2 separate regions of the Sus scrofa genome follow, and region 1 is linked to region 2. A link is a contact called in public Hi-C data. All regions are on one chromosome and are shown on one strand. The core of a region is the stretch at or near the end of the contact, and the rest is flanking DNA. Distances in the headings are between cores, read along the strand shown.

Evidence for each region. A called contact is a pair of places that touch in the nucleus more often than the background predicts.
Region 1: a contact with region 2 is called in a Hi-C map of embryonic fibroblasts, with 1.5 times the contacts expected there. The contact joins the promoter of AKT2 here to the promoter of LOC100522141 in region 2. A contact is called at or near these places in 2 of 47 Hi-C or Micro-C datasets (embryonic fibroblasts and undifferentiated spermatogonia) and 1 of 2 datasets of contacts at active chromatin or transcription factors (alveolar macrophages).

Annotation. Positions count from the first base shown.
Region 1 is chr6:48,586,203-48,589,194 of Sscrofa11.1, reverse strand. It overlaps AKT2 (AKT serine/threonine kinase 2), which reads left to right and starts at 1,271. Exons shown (of 14, transcript NM_001256779.1): 1 at 1,271-1,309; 2 at 1,312-1,320. The coding sequence starts at 1,276.
Region 2 is chr6:48,552,775-48,556,071 of Sscrofa11.1, reverse strand. LOC100522141 (cyclin N-terminal domain-containing protein 2) reads left to right here and starts at 1,698. Exons shown (of 8, transcript XM_021094385.1): 1 at 1,698-2,140; 2 at 2,221-2,418. The coding sequence starts at 2,135. It also overlaps a transcript of AKT2 not described here.

The DNA of each region.
Region 1 (2,992 bases), core at 22-2,521, 34 kb before region 2:
CCCTTTTGGGCCCTGTCTTTGCAGCTCCGAGTTCAGAACGTGATTTCTCACTGTGCTGTTTACTTCCCTGTCACTGTCCGTCTTGTCTTCCTCCGGCGTCCTCCCACTTACCTCCCTTCCTCTGCCCAGGGCCTGGGCAGCCTGCCACCGTCACATGCAGTAGTGTGTCCGGCCCGCCAGCTCCCCTGGGGCACGAGAGAAAGCTGATGCCCACGGTGTCCCCAGAACCAGCTGCTGCTTCTCTGGGGGCCACCGTAGCTCCTGACCTGCTGTCCGCAAATAGCCCCAGGCCAGGAGAGGCGAAAGGCGCCTTGGACTCCATGGCCCCTGTCCAGGCCTGTGGCTCCAGGTAGGGGCCCAGCTGGTGGCTGCCTGCCCCCCTTCTCCCCTCCGCCCCGGGAACCTGAGACGAAGCAGCGGCCTCGGCGTCCGTCAGTCTGTCGGCTGCTGGTCCCTGAGGACAGAAGCAGAGGTCTTGGGGAAGGGACCAGGGCCTTGGTTGAGCCCCCAGGACTGTCTCCTGGACCCCAGATAAGTGTGTGGATTGCTTTCTTGTTCAAGATCCGGAGTGCCAAGATCTTTTTTTTTCTTTCTTTCCTGTTATCTGGTGGGGACAAGGAGGGAACTGAGGCTGAGGCAGCGACACGAGGTGACCTGGTGCAGTACTTGGTTTGCTAAAGGTGGCAGGTTGATGACTCTGTGGTTTGGAGAGGAGTGTGTGTGTGTGCGCGCGTGCGTGCATGTGTATTTGGGGATGGCAGGCAGATGCTGGTGGCTTTGAGCACTCCCTCAGGTGCTCAGGGCTGTCTAATTCATCCCAGGTGACCTTAGCACTGGGGCATGGGAATGCCGCGGGGGGTGGAGCTGCTCGGCCCAGCCAGGAGTAGGGGTTCATGGGGGGCTGCCTCTGCTCAGCATAGGTGTCCTGAGTGCAGGGCCAGGCTAGGGAGCTCTGCTTCTCCCAGAGTAGGGCTCTAAGGGCAGGTCGTGTCCCTCCCCCCAGGATTGGGGTCCCTGGGGACGAGGCCCCCTCTCCCCCTCAGTCTGGGCCCGGGGGGCAGGTCTCCCTACCCTCCCTGGCTCCAGCAGGTCAGAGCAGCCAGAGGGGCCTGGGAGGCAGGCTGTGCTGGGCGGCGGGGCCAGGGCGAATCCCCCTCCCACGCTGACGGACTCCTCTCTCTTGTCTTGCAGACTGCGCTCTGTCCACCACGCCTCCTGCATGTCCTGCTGCCCTGAGCTGTCCCAAGCTAGGTGACAGCGTGTCACGCTGCCACCATGAATGAGGTGTCTGTCATCAAAGAAGGCTGGCTCACAAGCGTGGTAAGGGGCTGCTTGTGCCCAGAGGATTGCGTGTCTCCCCCGCCGCCTGCCCCAGGCCACAGCTCCTGACAAGCCCATTTCATGGAATCTTTGAGGGAGGTCTGGGCAGCGGAGCTGTGACGATGCTTGGGCCTGAGTGTCCAGGTCTAGCTGGACCCCCTGCATGAGCCCCCCAGCCAGGCCTTGAGTTCTGCCCCTGCATCAGAGGTCCTGTCAACTCTCAGGAACGGAGGGTTGGCCAGAGTGGCTGGAGAGCGGGGAAATCCCTTCACTGAAGTAACACTGCCTGATGCTCTTCAGCCTTTATTCAATCGGCAGATACTCGTGGAGTGTGTAGGAGGCCATCTTGGCCATCCCAGGCTCTGGGGACGTGGTGGTGCCACCATGGAGTTTGCAGTCCATTGGGTGCTGGGGACAGACAGTAAACAGATAAACAGATCCATGCTGTCAGGTGGTGAAAAGGAGGAGCTCTGAGGGAAACAGGCTGGAGAAAGACGGGGTTCAAGGGACGCAGCTCTGAGGAGGGGACAGTGGACCGAGGCCTGGCAGTGAGGGAGTGCGCCATGCAGATAGCTGGGCAAGGGTGTCCCAGGGAATGGGACAGCAAGCACAAAGGTGGGATGTGCCTGCGACGGAAAGTTGGCCAGAGGGGCCGGAGCAGAGTGAGTGGGGGAGAGCTGGAGGAGGCCGGCGGAGTGGTGAGACGGCCTCGGACCCTGGCGCCCAGGATGCCGTGAAGCTGATCTGCTTGTGCTGGTGGGCAGCGGGGAGCGAAGTCAGGGAAGAGACTGAGAGACCCTTAGACTCCAGGTGGGCCCGTCTCAGAACCGCCGCGTGCAGAGGCAGCTGGGAAGAAGCCTGCGCGCGGTCGGCCTGTGCAGGCGCCACTGGGGAGTGGAGGAGGCAGACTGTCCGGGCTTCCATGGACCCTCCCTGGGGAGGGGGGTGCCGGGCCTGGGGGTAGCCGTGCTCCTTGGTGCTTTCATTCACTCAGCATACATTTATGGAGCCACTCCTGTGTTCTAGGCACTGGTCTAGGCCCTGGGGATACAGAGGCGAACCAGGAGGGCAAAAGTCCTCCACCTCCTATGGATTTTTTTTTTTTTTCATTTTTAAACATTTATTGATGAGCAGTCAATGTGTACATACCCCGTTCATGTCTTACCTTAGGTAGGGAGGGCGGCTGGCACCCAAGTAGACCACTGTGTGGCATGGTGGTGAGGGCCAGGGGGGTCGGGGGGGTGAGCCGGGGAGGGGGGCCTGATCTTAAGCGGGGGGATCAGGGAGGGCCTCCCTGAGGGGGTGTTGGAATAAAGATCTGAAGGAAGCAAGGGCACGAGCCCCACAGTTAGCCAGGGATAGGGCGAAGGGACAGCTGTGAGTCCGTAGAGGGGATTGGGCCAGGCCTATTTGGAGGGGGCGAGGAGGCTGATGGGCTTGGCCCTGTAGGAACTGGGAGAAGTGCCCGCCCATCCTGCCCTGTCCCAGCCCCCTGACACGGAGCGGTGATGAGGGGCGGAGGTGGCTCCCCCGGCTGGGCCTCCCCATCAGCAGCGGAGACCCATTTCCAGGCAGGGTGGCATTCGAGACACTTAGGCCTACCTGCCCAGATAGGGCCCTGAGTTTGGGGCTGTTAGAGCTTTCTGAACTTTGGCAGGTGTCAAGGTTCTAA
Region 2 (3,297 bases), core at 449-2,948:
ATAAATGTGCCTTTCTCCGTGCATCCTGTCAGGAGGCACGTGCGGTGATCTGCTCTTTGCGTGGTGATGACTCTGAGCCCTTGGATAAGGTGGTGTCTGTCAGGCTTCTCTGTGAAGTTACTGTTTTCCCTTTGTATTTATTTGGTACAGGCACATCATTTCATTGTGCTTTGCAGATACTGCTTTTTTTTTTTTTTTAAACAAATTCAGTTTGTGGTAGTCCTGTGTTGTCAGATAATGGTTAGCATTTTGTGTGTGTTTTAGCAATAAAGTATTTTAAAATTAAAGTATGCACATTGGTGTTTTGTCTTTTAAGGCCAGGACCCGTGGCATATGAAGGTTCCCAGGCTAGGGCTCCAATCAGAGCTGTAGCTGCCAGCCTACACCACAGCCACAGCAACGTGGGATCCTTAACCCACTGAGGGAGGCCAGGGATTGAAACTGCATCCTCATGGATGCTTGACAGGTTTGTTTCCACTGAGCCAGGAGGGGAACTCCAGAAAGTATGCACATCATTTCTTTAGACATAATGCTATTGGACGCAGTAGACTGCAGTAGAGTGTAAACGTCCATATGCGCTGGGAAACACATTTGTGTGACTCAGTTTATTAGGATATTTGCTTTACTGCAGTGGTCTGGGATTGATCCTGCGGTATCTTGGATGTGTGCCTGTACTGACTCTGAGAATACACCCTGACAATGAGCCCCAAGGGGAACTCCAGACCATCATCTTTACGTTACATCCGGCCTGTTCATTCATTCAGCAAACATTTGAATACCAATTATGTGCCAAGTCCTGTTCTAGGCACTGAAAATACCAGCCAAAAAAAAAAAAAAAACTAGATAAGCCCTGCCCTCACGAGGTCCACATTCTAGTCCAGAGGGAGACAATAAATAAGGCAGTAAGTGCGAAGGAGAGAATAAGTGCACAGAATGGGCACAGGAAATGCTCAGGATGGCACTTTGTATAGAGAAGGTAACATTTGAGTAAACATCTTATAGGAGGTGAAAGGTCTCTGAGGGAGGAGGTTCCAGGCAGAGGGAAGAGCTGGTGCAAAGGTCCTGAGGTAGGATTGTGCTTGACATGGGTGAGGATGAGCCAGGAAGCCAGTGTGATGGGGGAGGAATGAGTAAGAGGGATAGGAGATGAGCTCAAAGGTGTGTTTGGGGTGGGAAGATGATATTGGGGCTCTTGGAATTTCTGAGGGTTATGGAAACTGGGATGTGCTGAACAGAGGCAGTGTGAGCTTACTCCAAGTGTCAAAGGGTCATCGCTGACTGCATGGATGTAGCAGGCTGTAGAGGATGGGGACAGGAAGAGCAGTGAGCAGGCTGCTGCACTAGTCCAGACTGGTCCCTGGTGACTTTCCCTGATCACTTTGTTGTAGTCTGTGGGCGTGGTAAAGGCAGCAACCACAGGTGACAGAGGAAGAGGCCCTCCATCAATATTTGTGATGGGATTTATAGCTCCCATGCCTTGAGCTTTTGCTGTATTAGTCTCTGTGCTGGATATTTAACAAACACGATCTTACAAATTCCTCAGGACAGGCCAAGGGTCAAACCCACACCACAGCAGTGACAATACAGAATCTTCTTTTTTTTTTTTTTTTTTTTTGGCTTTTTTTTAGGGCCACACCCGAGGCATATGGAGGTTCCCAGGCTAAGGGTTCCAATCGGAGCTGCAACCACCAGCCTACACCACAGCCACAGCAACGCCAGAGCCTTAACCCACTGAGCATGGCCAGGGATCGAACCCACGTCTTCATGGATGCTAGTCGGGCTCGTTAACCACCGAACCAGGACGGCAACTCCACAAGGCAGAATCTTTAATGCATTGACCCACCAGGCAACTCCCTCTTGTCAAGCAAGTTTTTAAATCCCTACTGTTGGGGACGAAAGGGAAGATCAAAGGGCCTGTGTCTGGTCAGATAGTGAGTAGCAGGACAAGGATTTTCTCCAGCTGCCCGTCCTACAGGATTGTGAGGGGGCAGAGCCAGCCTGCGTAACCTTCACCATTGCCTATGCACCTGCCCAGGTGAGGCGCTCAGCGCGCGTGCGCCCTGGCGCTTTTAAAGCACCAACCTTGACCAGGTTCTCCGCTTCAGCGGGAAGAGGCGGGCGCTTGGCTTGAAAGATGCTGGTGAGCTCAGAGGAGCCAGGTTCCCCCCTCCCGGCTCAGGCCTATCCCCAGGCTCTGACCCCAGCCCCTCTCCCTTGCAGAGTCCAGCTGGCTCCCTCGAGCCAGAGCCTCGGAGCACCCCAGTCCCTGACGGGGTCCCGGCGGGCAGGGGCGTCTCCCCAGGACGCCTGGAGAGGCGGTCGGGGCCGTGCGCGCCGCCGGGGCTGGAGGAGGCTCTGAGCGCGCTGGGGCTGGAGGGGGAACGCGAGTACGCGGGAGACTTCCTCGCGGAAGTCCTGGTGAGTGGAGCCGGGGCGGGACACTCGGGGGCCAGCAGGCCCGAGGCAACGCTGGCGCCACCCACATCCCTGGAGGGCAGCAGAGGGGTTGGGGTTAGACGAAGCCAAAGCGACGCAACTCCCACCTCGCCAGCCTCAGCTCTCACCTCAATTCCCAGACTTTGCAGCCCTTACACCCCCCGCCCCAGCTTCTTGGCTTGTTTTTTCTGCTCTTGTTTTTTCTTGGCTTGGTTTTTCTTACCCTGCAGCTTCCACCGCTGGAAATGCCCTTTCCCATCCTCCCCAGGCTGTTGGCAGCCCCTCCTTTGATATTGTGTGACTCCTCGTACGTGTGGCTCCTTGTACTTGTGCCTCACATTTACTCATTTATCAACTGTTGAGGGAGTTATTAACAAATGTTTTTGAGCGTGTCTAGGCCCTGGGGATGCTGTGATGGACAACATGAGACAGTCTGTCTTCATTGTGGGGAAACAAGCGAATGTAGGCGATTGTTTCAGAAGGGCCACAAAAGCCGAAACACAGGCTGTGGTGGTCCACAGATCGCTGTCTGAGGCAGGCACCGCCAGAGGAAACACGCATTTATTTAACATCTCGTGAGCGTCTCTTCCAGGCCGGTGTCTCTGTGAGGGACCCAGACACAGCCGTGTTCTGGACAGACTCCTTGCCCTCATGGGGGTGGCAGCCTGTTGGGGGCAAAACCCTAAAACATTCGAGCAAACACTGGTATCTCCAGATTGAAAATACTATGAGGAAAATAAATTGATGAGCTGGAGATGATGGGGTGCAAGGAAAACTACAGAATAAGTCAGGGAAATTTTAGCTGAGACTTGAAATGACTGAGAGGTCAGCAATGCAAAGAGTGGGGAATGACCTTTTCAG